Regions from separate parts of the Mus musculus genome. Here region 2 is linked to region 1. Evidence: chromatin contacts called from public Hi-C data. All regions are on one chromosome and are shown on one strand. The core of a region is the stretch at or near the end of the contact, and the rest is flanking DNA. Distances in the headings are between cores, read along the strand shown. Region 1 overlaps Auts2 (autism susceptibility candidate 2). Region 2 overlaps Auts2 (autism susceptibility candidate 2).

Evidence for each region. Hi-C and Micro-C count contacts between places; a contact is called where the count stands out from the background.
Region 2: a contact with region 1 is called in a Hi-C map of cortical neurons, with 2.3 times the contacts expected there. The contact joins two enhancer-like sites. A contact is called at or near these places in 7 of 484 Hi-C or Micro-C datasets (cortical neurons, gonadal supporting cells, immediate neuronal precursor and 4 more) and 1 of 115 datasets of contacts at active chromatin or transcription factors (kidney).

The regions. Positions count from the first base shown.
Region 1 is chr5:132,199,433-132,202,465 of GRCm38.p6, forward strand. All of the region lies in intron 2 of Auts2 (autism susceptibility candidate 2), which reads right to left. Among named protein-coding and RNA genes, the nearest start is that of 4930563F08Rik, 320 kb to the left of the region's middle. Within about 2 kb of position 1,364, at least 17 of the 459 cell types and tissues checked have an H3K27ac peak or open chromatin away from gene starts, as enhancers often do. A contact at or near this core is called in cortical neurons, where this site is marked.
Region 2 is chr5:132,111,724-132,115,068 of GRCm38.p6, forward strand. All of the region lies in intron 2 of Auts2 (autism susceptibility candidate 2), which reads right to left. Among named protein-coding and RNA genes, the nearest start is that of 4930563F08Rik, 230 kb to the left of the region's middle. Within about 2 kb of position 1,933, at least 12 of the 459 cell types and tissues checked have an H3K27ac peak or open chromatin away from gene starts, as enhancers often do. A contact at or near this core is called in cortical neurons, where this site is marked.

The DNA.
Region 1 (3,033 bases), core at 114-2,613:
TCAGGGAAAGAAGGGCAGAGACAGACAGCCCACTTAGTTTACATTCTGTTCTAGTTTGATTTCTGCTGTTGTGTTAAAAATAACAGCTTAGGAGAAGAAAGCTGTTTACGCAGGCTTACAGTTCTAGGTTACTCTCCACTAGTTAGAGAAGCTGAGGCAGAAACTCAAGCCGCTGCTTCCACCACCGCCACAATGAAGACAAGAGAGCAACGACTGGGTGCTTGCCTGCTTGCTCTCACCCAGTGTGAACACCCTGCACGGGGAATGGGGCCAGTCAAAACAGGCTTGGCTTTTCCTACATCAATTATGTGTGAGGAAAACCCCTAGCAGACAAGTGGGCAAACCAACCTGATTAAGATGACTCCTCCTCCACTAAGGGTCTTTACCCTAGTAATTCTAGGTTATAGCAAGCTGATAGCTAAAACCACACACTCCAAATATATCTGAGTATAGGATGTTCTCTAAGGGTGAGAACGAAGGAAATTCAGATAAGCAGGTAAATTGTTGCTTGTCCTTCTTGGGGAGGGGAGGGGTGCACAAGAAAAGGGAGTGAGGAGAAGCAGGTGTTTTACTGGAGAGAATATGTTCAGCAGCCAGTGACTGCCCAGAAGAGCTTGGGCTCCACAGCAGCCATGCCAAGTATCCATCTATCTCTCCCACCTCCATTCCTTATCAGCGAATGAAGGAAGTGGACCCTACCCGAACAGGACTGAATGGTGCACAGCTGTAGAACAGCTTCAGGCTCACACTCCAGCTAGATCAAAGGTAAGGACAAATTACCTTTGAATGGCATCACATACTCCTAGGCCCCGCTTCATACCTGGAGCCAGCTGGAAACACTATTGAAACATCACTGCCAATGGCAAACCCCACCTGCTCTGACAGAGCCTTAATCACTCTCTGAACAGTTCAAAGCCATCAGGAAGGGAGAAGGACCAGAGGACACCATAGCTCAACCTACTTCTACCACCCGTTTTGGAGGAGAGCTGGTGCAGGATGTTAGGCTTAAGAGCTAGGAGCCCATCATTCCTCCCAACCGTGGTGTGCTCTCTAATTAAAGTCTGACTTGCTATTTTAGCCTCAATGTTTTGGGAGAATTAGAAGTTCACAGAAACATACACAAAGATATGACAGACTAGCAATTGAGCCTTTTTAATAACTCTGAAACCATAACCAAGACAGACTTCCTCAGCAACTCATTTCCATTTCCTGGCATAAACTCTCCTTCTAACTCCCACTTGCCTTTTTTGTTTTGCTTTAAACAGACAGTTTACTATTGAAATGGGACGAGCTATATGGAGGAATTGTCTCAGCTGCAGTGAGGGAATGCTCTTTCCACTGCAGCTGCACTTGGAGCCACCCTTCCTCTGGCAGAGTCTGAGAAGGGATGATTGGTGCTCAAGACCTCCTCCATTTCTCAGAAGAAGGACTGCTGCAGCGCCTATAAAACTGTCAGAAGGGCTCCTCTGTCTGTGCAGACCCACGAGCATCTTCCAGATTTGTGTATGGCACTGACTCGACTGTGGTCATCTCATCCTGATTCCTACCCAGCCAACCCCAGGCATTTATGTATTTATGTACACGTGTGTTTCTCTCTCTCTCTCTCTCTCTCTCTCTCTCTCTCTCTCTCTCTCTCTCTCTCTCACACACACACACACACACACACACACAATCTCAGACCTTCATAATTTACAAAAAGCTTCTCCTGAACCTCCAAGGACGAGTTTATAGATGAACTGTCTCACAAGTTGAGCATGAGAGAACAGCTTAAAATGACTTCAACTTCCATGCACACTACCAAGAGACAGCTGAATTGTAAACAGAAAGGATTTCATCCCACACTCTGCTATGGAGTAGAGAACGCTACAGCTCTTTCCTGCTCATTACCCTGAATGATGAATGTGTTCTTCCTTCAGCTTTTGGGAGGAGGGAAAGCACTCTTCAGCTGAGAGATTCAGGAGGCAGAAATTATGTCTCTGCTATCTGCATCTGATCTCCTCTCTGCCCCTAAGAGACACTAGACCTGCCAGGAAGGAAGCTAGGGCCCACTGCCAAGAATCAACTCAAAAGGAACCAGCTCTAAGCTAAGAATCCTCCAGAGTGCGAGAGACAAGCAGGGCACAGGCCTTTCTGAGATGCTCCAGAAAGGGAAAGCTGCCTCCACAGATACAAACCACCACGAGTGATGCTGTGAGGACAGAAATCTCTGTAAGGGTCAAAGCAGGCTCCAACGCCTCCACAGGACAGGCTCCTAGAAAACAGGTTGCTCTGCAGTACTTTACACAAGGGCCATCACATGCCATCACAGTGAAATGCACTCAGCATCCCACCATGTTTAGTTGCAGAGCAGGCACTCTGTGCACTCTGACACGGAGAGTCTGCTCTTTTTTTCCTTTATTTTTTTATGATTTTCTTCATATATTTCATTTATGTGTGTGAATGTGCATGTAGATGTGCGTGCATGCATAGGTGTGCATCTCTCTGTGGATGAGGGGCTAGAGTTTCTAAGGATAACACCTACTTTGCTTTTGAAAAAAAGAGCATCTCTTACTTTTACATGGAAGTCGCTTAAGCAGGCTAGACACTCAGGTAAGTGGCCCACAAGGATCTAGGCCTCTGTCTCCGCCACTAGGATTACAAATTCTGGCCACCGGTTCTGGATTTTGTCCATGGTTACCTTGTCTAGGGATAAGACACACGTCTTCTTACTCCCACCACGACCTTTACACCAACTAAGCTGTCTCTCTAGCTCTATTTTATTATGCTTTGTCACAGTCTCCCAAAAAACACCAGAGAGAAAGCTTCCTGTCTTTCAGACTGGACTAAAGGAAAGCTTAACCACTTTAAAGGAAGAGCCCCGTCAGTCTCAGGACATGGGCCCTGTCGACAAGCCATACGATAAGGAGCATTCTATTTACTCACTCTGTTGTAGAAATATGTCCAGTTGTATAAACTAGTTGAATCAATTGACTTTGACATGAAGAACCAGGGAATTTTGAGCTAAGAAACCACATCTAACATATTTCCATATTT
Region 2 (3,345 bases), core at 683-3,182, 87 kb before region 1:
ATATCAAAACAAAAGGTGAATACCAGAATGTTTATAGGGAAAAGAGCAAACAACCTCTTTGGGAATTACTTGAGGCAAGAGCAAAGAATTATAGCACATAAACTGAGGTTACATAAACACTCTAATAAAATCCAGGGTTTGATTTATGGAAGCAGTCTGTCTCCTGCGTGCGTCTACAGACAGCAGTGGCTCAGTCTGAAGGGCCAGAACCCTAGAAACCAAACACATGCCATTTCCACAAGGAAGAGGGGTTGTAAGGGAGAGAAAAAATAGGAGGGCAAGAGGAAGGCACCAGAAATGCACCCTTTGAATTTAAGTACACCAAGACCCACACCCTGGAGAGGCATTTAAAACCCCAGTTCAGAACGTGTTCTTTTTCTATTCCCACCTCTAAATCGTAGAACTCCAAAGCCAACGAACCAACCAAACAAAACAAAACAAAAACCAAGAACACCCAGAACAAGGAAATACCGAAGGACAGCAGCAATCAGTGCTAAACTCAGGATGAAGGAGAAAAAAAAGTGTTGCATTTACAGGAATATCAGTGAGTGTCAACAATCCACTGTTTCTGAGAAACAACAGGAAAGGGAAAGCAGCTTTCATGGGAGCATCATTCATGAGAGCATCACACGATGATGCTCCAGGCATGTATATTAGTCACAAAACGAGGTCAGGTGTGCTGGTACACAGCTGTAATCCAAGCACTGAGATGGGGGGGGGGCGGGGGGGGTGTCAAAAGCTAAAGGTCAGCTTCAGCTACAGACTGCAGGTCAAAGCTACATGAGACCTGATCTCAAAATTAAGCACAATTAAATTAAATTAAAAGAGTTGTAGAAAAGAAGTGGGGACCAGGACATGTCTCAGTGGTTGAGGGCATTTGCTGCTCTTGCAGAGGACCAGAGTTTCATAGTGCACACACTAGGCAACTCACAACTACCTGTAACTCTAGCTCCATGGGAAATTAATATTGTCTTCTGTGTTATGCAGACATTTGTACTCATACATACACACACCTACCTATCTACACATGCACACATGCGTGCAGCGCGCGCACACACACACACACACTAAAATAAGTAAAATAGGAGTGGGAGAGATGGCTCAGGAGGTTAGAGTACGGATTCTTACAAAGGACCCAAGTTCAATTCTCAACACCTACATGGAGGCTCACAACCAAGTGAAACTCCATTTCCAGGGAAGTCAATGCCCTCTTCTGACCCGTTCAGACCTAGTGGAGTCAGACATACAGACGAGCAAAAACATTCATCAGCATTTAATAAAGTCTAAAAAGAAAAAACACCTCAAAATAATATGCTTATAAAGAATCAGGAAGGGGAGGGACCACAGTGCGATACTGGCATTCTTATTAAGGAGTGAGCTGAGGCTGCTTTCCTGAAGGCATACTGTACTGACAGCAGTAGCAAGGAGGAGATAGAACAGCTAGCCTCAGACACAGTGACATCAAAGGTCTGCAGTAATTTCTTTATAAACCAGCCCTAGGAATAAATAGAAATGGCACAAAACGTTCTTTGAGTTTTAATATCTGAAGCTAATATAACTCAATGATGCTGTGGAACAGAAGTCCTACCGAATGTCAAAGAGCATTTTAAGAGCTCCAAGAGACTTCATAAAAAAAGATTGTGTCTGTATGACTACAGACACACTTTTACTCATATAATACATCTAAGATGCATCAGATAATAAGAGCCGCCTGCAAAGACTCTGAAAAACCACACCACTGTAAGACGTCTGGAATCAAAACAGCCGCTGAACTCTGGGAGGAAAATTCAGGCTCCCATCCATCCGTGGATTTATTCAGATCTGCTAACAAGCTTGCCGTGGGTCCTGCGAGACACAGCTACACATGAGTCAAGGCCTCTCTCAAGCATCCACAAAGGCCTCATGTGGGATATAGGAGGTGTCACTGGTGAGCCTGGACTGAAACAGATTCTCCCACAGAAAGTTCCAGAACAAGGCTGCAAAAGAGAACTAAACAGTGCCATCTGGTGCAAGAAAAACAGGGAGAAATAGGAGCCGTGGAATTTCCAGCCAGAACCTTGTGTTGAACCTCTGCTGGTGTGAGAATGACTGCTTTCTTTTCTCCTTCAGAAAAATGCCCTAGTGTTTCATGCATAATTCTTCACGCGTTATTTTTTTAATACCATTTTATAACTTTTCAATTAGCATAATCCAAGAGTAACTGAGCTATAAGAACTCTGAAGCCATTTACCATGCTTTCTTTTTTTATACTATGTAGTGACTCTAGGCTTCTTAGTTCTAAATATGACATTTTGGGGGTAAAATTCTACACTTTTTAAAAATGTATGCTCAATATTTGTGAGGAAGACTCATGTACTATTGAATGATTTATTGAAGACTTGATTTCTCCAGTGTTCCAAAAACTGTAACAAGTTATTAAATTACAAAAGAATAAAGCGTCAGTTGACAAGAGGGTGTATTATTTACTAAGTCAACCCACAAAGGTTCTTTAAATAAATTCTTTGTTCCTTTCCTTTTCTTTCTTTTTCTTTCTTTCTTTCTTTCTTTCTTTCTTCATCATCTTCTTTTTTTTTTACTTATTTCCTTTACATCATGCTTACTGCCCCCTTACCAGTTACCCCCTTCCATGATCATTCCTCCACCCTCTCCCCTCCTCCTCTGAGCAGGTGTGGACCCACTTGGTATCCCCCGACCTTTCAAGTCTTGGAGGGGCTAAGTGCATCCTCTCCTACTGAGGCCAGACAAGGCAGCCCAGCTAGAAGAACACATCTCATGTATAGGCAACAGCTTTTGGGATAGCCCCCCTCCAGTTATTCAGGACCCATATGAAAACCAAACTGTAATCTGCTACCTATGTGCATGTTTTTTGGTTGGTAGTTCAGACACTGAGAGCCCCAAGGGTTCAGGTTTCTTGACTCTGTTGATCCTCCTCTGGAGTCTCTCTTCTCTTTGCGGCTAGCTATCCCTCCTCCTATTCTGCCACAAGAGTCCCAGAGCTCCATCAACTGTTTGGCTGTGAGTGTCTGTCTGTCCGAGTCAGCTGCTGGGTGGAGCCTCTCAGAGGCTATTTGGAACAGTAGCACAAACATTGTATAACACCGTCCTTGAAAGAATCCAAGAATATATCCTAGGTTGACAAAAATAACATGGCTAGCTTACTGTCAACAAAAGAAATAAACAAAAAAGACAAACTGACTCACATCCCTGGATATTAGAATATTACTTCCGGGTTAGAGAAATGGCTGGGTGGTTGCAGACAATTGCTGTACTTGCTGCTCTTGCAAACACCCTGGGTACGAAGTCTGCTCAACAGGACCTGTATGGAGCCCCTCCCAACAACATCAC